Regions from separate parts of the Hordeum vulgare genome. Here region 1 is linked to region 2. Evidence: chromatin contacts called from public Hi-C data. All regions are on one chromosome and are shown on one strand. Each heading gives the region's core, a stretch centred on a gene start, on an enhancer-like site or on the middle of the called end of the contact. The rest is flanking DNA. Distances are from core to core; before and after follow the strand shown.

Region 1 (4,326 bases), core at 1,776-4,275, 200 kb before region 2:
TTGCCGCAACGGGAATGAATCAACATTTCAGCAAAACATAGGCCTTTTTATGTCATTATTCTTTTTATTAGGTCAAGAATTAATTGACTAGACTTAATTGTAGGAGACATGGCCAGCAACGATGAAGTAGAGGGTTCTGGTAATTTCAACATCTACGACGCGACAAACAACTATTTGAACTATCCGGAGGAGCAACGGTTGTTACAGTACCCCCGTGTCACATCCGAGGATGATACCATCGCCGACATCGAGACCGTCTGCCAGATCGGCGTCGATGCTGGCGAACCAAAACCGGAGAGAATACGACGCCCAAACCAGATCGACACTACTAGAATTGTGGTCACGGCGGTGGACAACATCAATTTCGAGCCAACAGAGCCTCAGGAAGCCTGCAAGTGCTACGGAAATCAAATTGCGTGCATGCTACGGGAAACCACCAACATCATCGATGAAAAACTAAAGAAGATACCAAATATGGAGCACTCCCTCATAGACAAGCTGCACCAGAGATTCTTGTTCCCGGACCAGGATGACAGAAAATATATTCGACCATGGCAAGACCCGGCAATGAAGAAGATAAATACACGCGCCATGGGCAAGTTTAGCAGCGTGTTGTATGCGTGGAAAGTAAGGGTGAAACAACAAATCGCCAAAAAGGAAACCTACTCCGAGATTGTAAAGGATAATCCGTCAATTATGGAAGAGCAGTTCGAAATATCCAAAAAGACTTGTGTTGCTGAAACTGCCAAAGAAAAGTCGGAGTACATGAAGGGGCTTCAAGAAAGGAACATGGGGTGCCGCCACCTCGGAAGCCATGGTTACGCGGGGAAGACGCCCATATGAGACAAGGAGGACGCGGAACAGGAAAGTATGGGGATCCCAGACCCCATGGCGGAGTTCACCGTCCCGCAGGAGCGTGACGTCCTAAGGGCCCGGTACCATTGGGACCCAGTCAACAATGTTTTCGAATGGACGCGGTCATGAAGGAGTTCATGAGACTGCTGTTATTAGTTTACCCTCTAATATTAGCTTCTGATCAATTCGACTGCACGTTTAGTGACATTTGTAAACGATACACGTTCCTTTTGCAGAAAGACCAGCACAGGATTGTGGCCGAAAACGACTCGCCATCTGAGGCATTGGCAAGGCCCAAGTGGGACACCCCATTGAACCGGGCCTTGAACATATAGAAAGGACTCCCGGTGGACACTCGACCGTCGCATGGACGCGTGTACGGTGTCGGAGATGGCGCCACATGGAAGCAGTACTACCATGAGGACGCTGAGGAGAGAAAGCAAAGACGGAAGTTAAATGAAAAAAACATCGACAAGTTGATTGAGATTGCGGTCGAGAAGAAATCAGCTGAGACAGTCCAAGCAGCGGTAGTTGCCGCAAGATCGGAAGTTGCATCTTCATTAGCTACCTTGCTACCGCATGTCATCAATTGGACCAAGCAAAATCCAGAAAAAGAGGCAGTTGACTTTCCCCTTGACATTCTCGGGCCTGCTCCCGCACCTGCTTTGTCTTTGGTTGAGCTCGACGCCCTCATGGTAACTACCTGTCACACCGGCTCTCTTCAATATATGTATAATCTCCCATTTCCATTGACTATTGGATGTCTCACGTCGCAGACATGTCTTTGCAGGCTGACGAAACCCCATGCACCATACTGTACACCATCAGCAGCCACACTGTGGACATGAGAAAGGCGAAGATAGTGAAGCCGAAGGAACAATCATTCCACAGTCGGCCGATCCCCCTGGCGTCTTCAAGGTTTCCGTGGCCAGTGTCTTACCGGGCACGAGAATTTGGCTCCTCCGGTACCACTAGGGGGAGATGACGACGAGACCCCGTGACGGCTTGGCGATTGCATGACTTGGGTCCTGTTGTAGCCGAAGAGTCTGCTTCGTTTGGAGGCGGTCGGGAGCAAACCCACGACCAAGCAGCCTCAACAAGGTATGAACACCAACACCCCACCTACCCAATTAGTGTCGCCTGTCATGCCGGGTGATAGCGGACGGCGTGAGGAAGAGGCTCCATTAGTGGCTGATGGTGTCGCCACCGCCGAAGAAGCAATGCAAGATGCCATGGACGAGGATGATGACCCTCTACAGTATCTCAATATTAGCGCCTATGACGACGGAGGATTGATGGCTCACGAGCATGACTCAGGGTTTGAGCGTGATGAGTTGATGAGTCTGTACAAGGACGCTACAACTAGTTAGCAGCAACGTGTTTTTGGACAAACGCTACTGCTTAACCTAGATTTCAGTAGCGCTGTTTGACACGCGCTAGTGCTAAAGGTTAGTTGTAGCGCCTTATCACTAACATGGCTGCCCTCGCTACTGATAGCCCTTTAACCCACGCTACTGCTAGGGCTTCCCTAACAGTGCCAATTCACTAAGTTTGATTAATATAAGGAACTAGGGAAATAATTGGATGATACAATGTACATATTACCTATTTACCCGGCGGAGTGCGTGTGCACTAAAATTTCAATAGTTAGAACAACTCCAACCGCGCGATCCAAACGGACGTGCGCTTTGTTCGTGTTTTGTCCGTTCCGTGTCCGCGACAACGCAAATGATGTGTAAATTTACACCCATAATGGATCGCAAACGGATAAAAACAAACGGACGTCCGTTTGGGTCAACACGTCGGGTCGATCTTTTTATCCATCACGACCTAAACAAACGCGCGCGGACGAAATAAATCGGAACATTGGACTTGCTCTTAGAGAAGATCAGAAGAAGGAGAGGCGGGTGGTTAGGACCTGCGCGGCTGTGAGTTGTACAGTCAAGGTCGGCGACCCGGCGACTAACGAGGGCGGCGGCACATGCGCTCCATTCGAGTGAGCGAGTCAAGGGTTTCCCTGTTGCCGATCGACAAATGTAATCATGGAAGTGTCAACCTCACGATTGGTTTTGTGTTTTGATGATCTGATCGATCTGGAGGTGGGCTAACGGGCTGAAGCCTTGTAGTGTGAAACGATGTGAAGCCTCGGGCTCGGCTTCTATGCATCACAAATTCTCAAATGTTTGCTACTATGTGGATAGGTGCTAGTTGGCACACGCCTAGGGCAACAGCCCTAATTGCCCCATTACCCAATTTCAACCCTGATCACGACTTCAGAATGGAAAAACCCTATTTAACGCTCTTTGAGTTAAATAGGCGGGTAAACGCACAAGCGCTGTGAGGGAGCGACAGGTTTTGGACCGGACCATTAGCACTTTCACCGATCCCAGTTTTGGGAACGTTCTAGAAATTTCTAGCCGTTTTTTTTTTCAGTTTTAGGAACTTTCTAGGAGATTCCTTGAACCGTATTTTTTTTTATTCTTTTTGTTTCTTTTTCAAAAAAATCTGGATTTTCAAAAGAGTTCCAGAATTTGAAAAAATTGTTCTGGAATTTGAAAAAAAGTTCCGGAATTTGTAAAAATGTTCAGGAATTTAAAACAATGTTTCAGAATTTGAAAGAATGTTCCTGAATTTGAAAAAAATGTTCTGGAATTTGAAAAATGTTTCCGAATTTGATAAAATGTCTAGAATGTTTAGAAAATGTTCCAAAATTTGAAAAATGTTTCGGCATTTGATAAAATGTTCTGAAATTTTAAAAAATGTTTCGAAATTTGAAAAAATGTGCCGGAATTTGAGAAAATGGTCTAGAATTTGAAAAAATGTTCTGTGTTTTTCAAAAAATGTTGTGGATTTTCAAAACATGTTCTTGAAATTCAGAAAATGTTTTTGGGTTTTTAGTAAATAATCTGGATTTTAAACAATTTTTCATAAAAATATTTCAACAATATTAAGAAAATGTACTTCTGAATTTGTTCGCATTTTTATAAAATTGTTCACAGTATAAAAAATGTCCATGTTTTCAAAAAATGATTGGGAAATTCAACTTTCGGTCGTTGTCATAAAAAAATGACAAGAAAAAAATAAAGAAAAAACGAACCAAAAAATTAAAAAAAGAAAGGGAATAAGCAGACAAGGGAAAAAAAGAAACAGAAAAAAGGAACTGGACCGGCCCAGTCTGGCGACCGTCCTCTGTGACCGAGGGACTCCCTGCCGCAGAATGGAGGAGGTAGGAGCTCCCCTTAGTATGTATATCATCATCATGTTTGCACAGAAGTTACGGGAGCATAAAAATGGTTCCCACACCTTCTACCCACATGCACATGCAAGCATACACTAAAGGACAAAAGGTTCTCGCAATTTGAAAATTCAAAACAACTTTTTAGCTGATTTCGTCGGTCCAATTCACAATAATATTTCAAATAAAATATCCTCCACATGGAGACCTTCAAAACTAGATCCCATGTTGATATG
Region 2 (4,628 bases), core at 1,520-4,019:
TGGAAAATAAACAGCACGCCCATTTGGGCCAGCCCATGGGCGGGCCTGTTTTTTAGTTTTTTAATTATTATTTATCTGTTCCTTTTTTACTTTTCTAATTCAAATAAGTCAAAAAAAACTTTTGCAATTCAAAAAATTATATTTACGTAAATGATTGATAAAACATAAAATGTTTGCGAATTAAAAAATTGTTCGGCTATTTGTAAAAATATTTGCATATTAAAAAAATCGTAATTTTGGAGAAAATATTAGTGAATCAAAAAAGTTCATCATTTTGAGCAATTTCTTTAATGCAATTAAAAAAATGTTTGATGATTCAAAAATTGAATTATTCGCCAATTCACACGAAAATACTTGAAAACAATTTGTAATATAAAATATCGTTTGGAATTTTCAAAAAATGTTTATAAATAGAAAAAATTCTCGATTTTAAAAATGTTTCCAAATTTTTAAAAATGTTCACGAATGATTGAATGTATGCAGTTAAAAAGTAATGCTTTTGAGTCTTTCCGATTATATACCTTAGTGAATTTTGAAGAATTAATTGTCAGGGTAGAACAGGATATTATAGTATATTTTAAAAAATATTTCTTCAAATTCAGAATAATTCTTTGAGTTACCAAGTTTTGTGACAACCATGATATTTTTATAAAATATAAACATTGTTTCAACTTGTGAATTGTGAATAAAATTAAAATAAGAAAAAAATTCTTGCATTTGTGAACAAATTTTTGGAATCATGCAATGATATATGAACATAATGTGGTCATCATCATTGAAGATGGTGGTTTTTTTTCTCCCGTTGCAACGCACGAGCCTTTTGCTATCTCTCCCTAATCTTTCTCTAATAATAAAGCAGCCACTCCTTCTGTCGTCCGTCATGGCGGTTTTGGAAAAAAGCCCTTGACGTTTTGTGTATTCAAACCGCACTCCCTTTTTAAGTGAAAAGACGAAAAACGGTTTGTCTAATTCGTATATATAAGGTGTCACCTCTGTTTCAGCACAATCATGGATCTAGCCGAGTGGCAGACGCATCGACGTCTTCCTCCACTAGGAGGAGACCTGAGTTCGACTCTGGCACTGCCCTATTTTTCCTATTGCTTCATTTTTTTTATGTAAATTCAAATGCTTTTAAAACACTCGTATCTTTTAAATCCTAACTCTAAATCTAACATGTTATATATGAAAATCGCTCAGAAAAAAGTGAAGATTTCAAATATGCTATTATTTTGCATGTTACTTTCTATAATAAAGCTTATTGTGCAATATTAATTAATACCTTCTCTATATTGGTTATTTTGGAAATGCCTATTACACATGTTTCTTGTCCCATTTAACTTGAGTAGATATAACAGTTTAATGCTCTCACAAAAGATAGAGTTGACACTATAGCGGATGTTCATTCCTACTAGCTACCATATGCTAAAGTTTACAATATGTGCATAGTCATCCTATTTTTCATCGTGCACAATAGTCAATCAATATACGATGATGTATACTAACTGTTGATACGAGGTTTATGTAAACAAGTGGATTAATGTTGACCTTCATATTTATTTAAATCGTGCCCATATTTTTTTTTAAAACACATTGAGTACACTAAAAAAATCATGTAGTCATTACATTTTTATGTAACACTTTTTATCATGTTGTTTGTTGTCAAAGGATTTACAAATATCTTCCCATATGTATAAGGGGGTGTTTTTTTCCGTTGCAACGCACGGGCATGTTTGTTATAATAATAAAGAAGCTACTGTCGTTCTAACGGTTTTACAAAAACGTCCCTTGTTATTTCAAAATCAACCCGTGGTTCTCCATTAAGTAAAAAAAAGTTTCGTCTTTTCAAAAAAGCCTGTGTCCTCCACCGGTCCTGGGCTCACCGTTCGGTCCGCTGAGGAGGAGGCCGGTCCGTCGACGGCGGCTCCGGCGCCGGCGAGCGTCGCGGCGGTGGTCAGAGGTGGAGGCGAGGCTGAAGGGCGCGTGGGGCAGCCGGATCCATGGCGAGCCGGGCCGGATCTTGCGGCGGGAGCGACCAGAGAAATCCGAGTATCATCCATCCCCCAAATCACGCGATGCATCCGAGACCAACACGCGCGAAAGCCGCCCATGGCACATGCATCACCGACGACTCGTGGAGTGTCCGGGCGCCCCATCTTCCTCCTTTAGGAAGATCCACCAGGGAAGCTGGAGCCTGAAGTCGCGTCATTCGCGAGTCCGAGCGTGGTCAGGCTCCATGCGCCGGTGCGGCGGCCCCGGCGACTCGACGGCGGGCTAGAGAGCGGCATGCCAAGGACCAAGAGGCAACGGCGAAGGCGAGGCCGTAAGCAGCCATTGGCAGAGCTGGAAGAGGGCCCAGGCGGCGAGCATCGTCTCTGCGCAGCCGACGCCGTGACCACGTCCAACGGCGCGGTGGCCGTGTCCCGCGGGCGGAGCACGGCGTGACGCGAGCCGGCGGGGCGGGCGAGGGCGAGAGCCTCGGGGCGGGCGGCCGAGGGCGAGGCCTCATCGCGGCCAACGGGCGGAGTGTGGGCGGCCACGGCTTGACGATGTCGGCCGCAGGCGCGCGGGCGCGGGCACGAGTGGGCGCGGCGCGGCGCTGCCAGGCAGAGGCCACTTGCACGGGGCAGCGGCCGGGTGGACGGGCGCGGTGCGGTCGATGCTCGGAGCCGGTGCGGCCGCCGGGCGAAAGCCTGGGCGCGGGCGGCCGAGGGTGAGGCCTCGGTGTGGCCTTCACGCGGTAGGCGCCGCGAGTCCCTGTCGTTGTGGCCGCCGAGTGCACTGTGGCTGCGCCACAATAGAAATGTTGGGGACTCCACGCCGCGTGCCAGTCATTGTCCGCTCTAGTCCATCGCTCGACATTGAGGATGCGGACGTAGCGGCTACGCTCCGATTGTTTCTGGCGACCGAGGAGAGCCGTTGTTGGAGATGTAGCCAATGGCTGACTCTCCGTGTGTTGGCGCTCTCCAACTGCTGCGTGCATAGCAATCGGAAGGTAGCACCATGTTTTGGAGCCATTAGATCAAGATTTTTGTATGAGCATGACTGCTTGATCTTCTCTCACTCTGATTTCTATCTTCCTCGAGGCTAAACCCGTGGAATTGAGGGTCACATGAGATCAGGACCGTCGCAGTTGTTGCGTCCTTCATGCCGATTTTTATTTCGTCTGGCCTTTCCGTCAGGCTAAGGGGGCGATGCAATAGCCAGGAACCGCTGCGCCGATGGAATCGCTCTAGCCGGGAAGCAGTGCTGATAACGTGTTGAATTGAATCGAGAAACAAACGATAAAGACAACAAAATGATTCAAATTATACCCTTTTCATTGATGATGATGTCTTATATAGAATTACAAAGGGTGCCTCCATGAGGTGTCTATACAAAGGGACATGAGCAACCGACATGCCAAAAGTAATTGCCTTGGTAATTAAGAGAAGCAAGGATTAACATAATTCTCTTCCTAATCTCTCCCTAATAATAAAGCAGCTACTGCTTTTGTCGTCCGTCGTGGGGTTTTGCAAAAACGTATCCCAGTTATTTCAAAATCAACCCACGGTCCTCCATTAAATGGAAAAAAACGTTTCGTCTTTTCAAAAAGCCCATGTCCTCCACCGGTCCAGGGCTCACGGTCCGGTCCCGATCTAGCCGAGGAGGAGGCCGGTCCATCGATGGTGGCTCCGGCTCCGGTGAGAGTCGTGGCGGTGGTTAGAGGTGGAGGCGACGCCGACGGGCGCGTGGGGCGGCAGGATCCATGGCGAGCCGGGTCGGATCTGGCGGCGGGCGCAATGCACCATGCGGCGAGGCGGCTAGAAAGGAGGCGGCGGCGCGCGGCAGCGCAGGCGCCCGGGGCGGCGAAGTGCGGCGGCGGCAGCTCGCGGCAGTGCACGTGGCGGGGCGACTAGTGGTGTGCTCTCCCATCACGCTCATCTCCTCCTCACCCCCTTCTTCCTCCCTCACTCACTCCCCTCCCCCACTCACTCTCAGCAGTTGCCGCCCAAACGGAGGGAGAGAGAGGCATCTAGCGGGTTCACCGGAGGAAGAAGTGTCGAGTTCGCCGGAGGTACAAGAACAACCATCCAACACTCCGATGTTGCCTGCCACGGCTACACCAAAGGTATGTATCCCGTGTTTGATTAATTTTCCTGTCCCTTGTATCGCTGGCGAGCTTGTGCGCAGCCGTTGTTGCTGCTCGTGCTTTTGTGCGCGTCCGTGCTTCTTCCGTTGTTGCTTGCTCGTTCGTGCCCGTGCACGGTGGCATTGTCCGTGTGTTTTGCCCTTTTCGTTTGTTAGTTTTCTCTGTAGCTAGGCCAAATAACTCTGAAACCATGAAGTCATGAACCAAACGCAAGTGCTCTGAATTTTCTGAACTGAATGAATGAAAGATCGTTTTGTCATTCTGAAAAGATCGAGCTGAAATCAACTTTAAGTACGTGCAAAGATATATACAGCTTACAAAGTGTGTCAAACCACTTATTTCATCAGTGATGAAACCTTCGAGTCCTTGACTTGCAAGATCCCTGTTGTATAACAAAGTATTTCCTGTATTGTATTGCCTGAAGGTGGTCTTGATCAAGTATTTTGCATCTGTCATCAACTAGTACTTAAAATATGTATATTCTTTAGTATATGGTCGA

Evidence for each region. Hi-C and Micro-C count contacts between places; a contact is called where the count stands out from the background.
Region 1: a contact with region 2 is called in a Hi-C map of leaf, with 2.4 times the contacts expected there. The contact joins two enhancer-like sites. A contact is called at or near these places in 2 of 6 Hi-C or Micro-C datasets (leaf and seedling).

What each region holds. Positions count from the first base shown.
Region 1 is chr2H:471,366,565-471,370,890 of MorexV3_pseudomolecules_assembly, reverse strand. No RefSeq gene overlaps it. Among protein-coding and RNA genes, the nearest start is that of LOC123430272, 69 kb to the left of the region's middle. Within about 2 kb of position 3,025, at least 2 of the 3 cell types and tissues checked have open chromatin away from gene starts, as enhancers often do. A contact at or near this core is called in leaf, where this site is marked.
Region 2 is chr2H:471,170,367-471,174,994 of MorexV3_pseudomolecules_assembly, reverse strand. No RefSeq gene overlaps it. Among protein-coding and RNA genes, the nearest start is that of LOC123426698, 97 kb to the left of the region's middle. Within about 2 kb of position 2,769, at least 3 of the 3 cell types and tissues checked have open chromatin away from gene starts, as enhancers often do. A contact at or near this core is called in leaf, where this site is marked.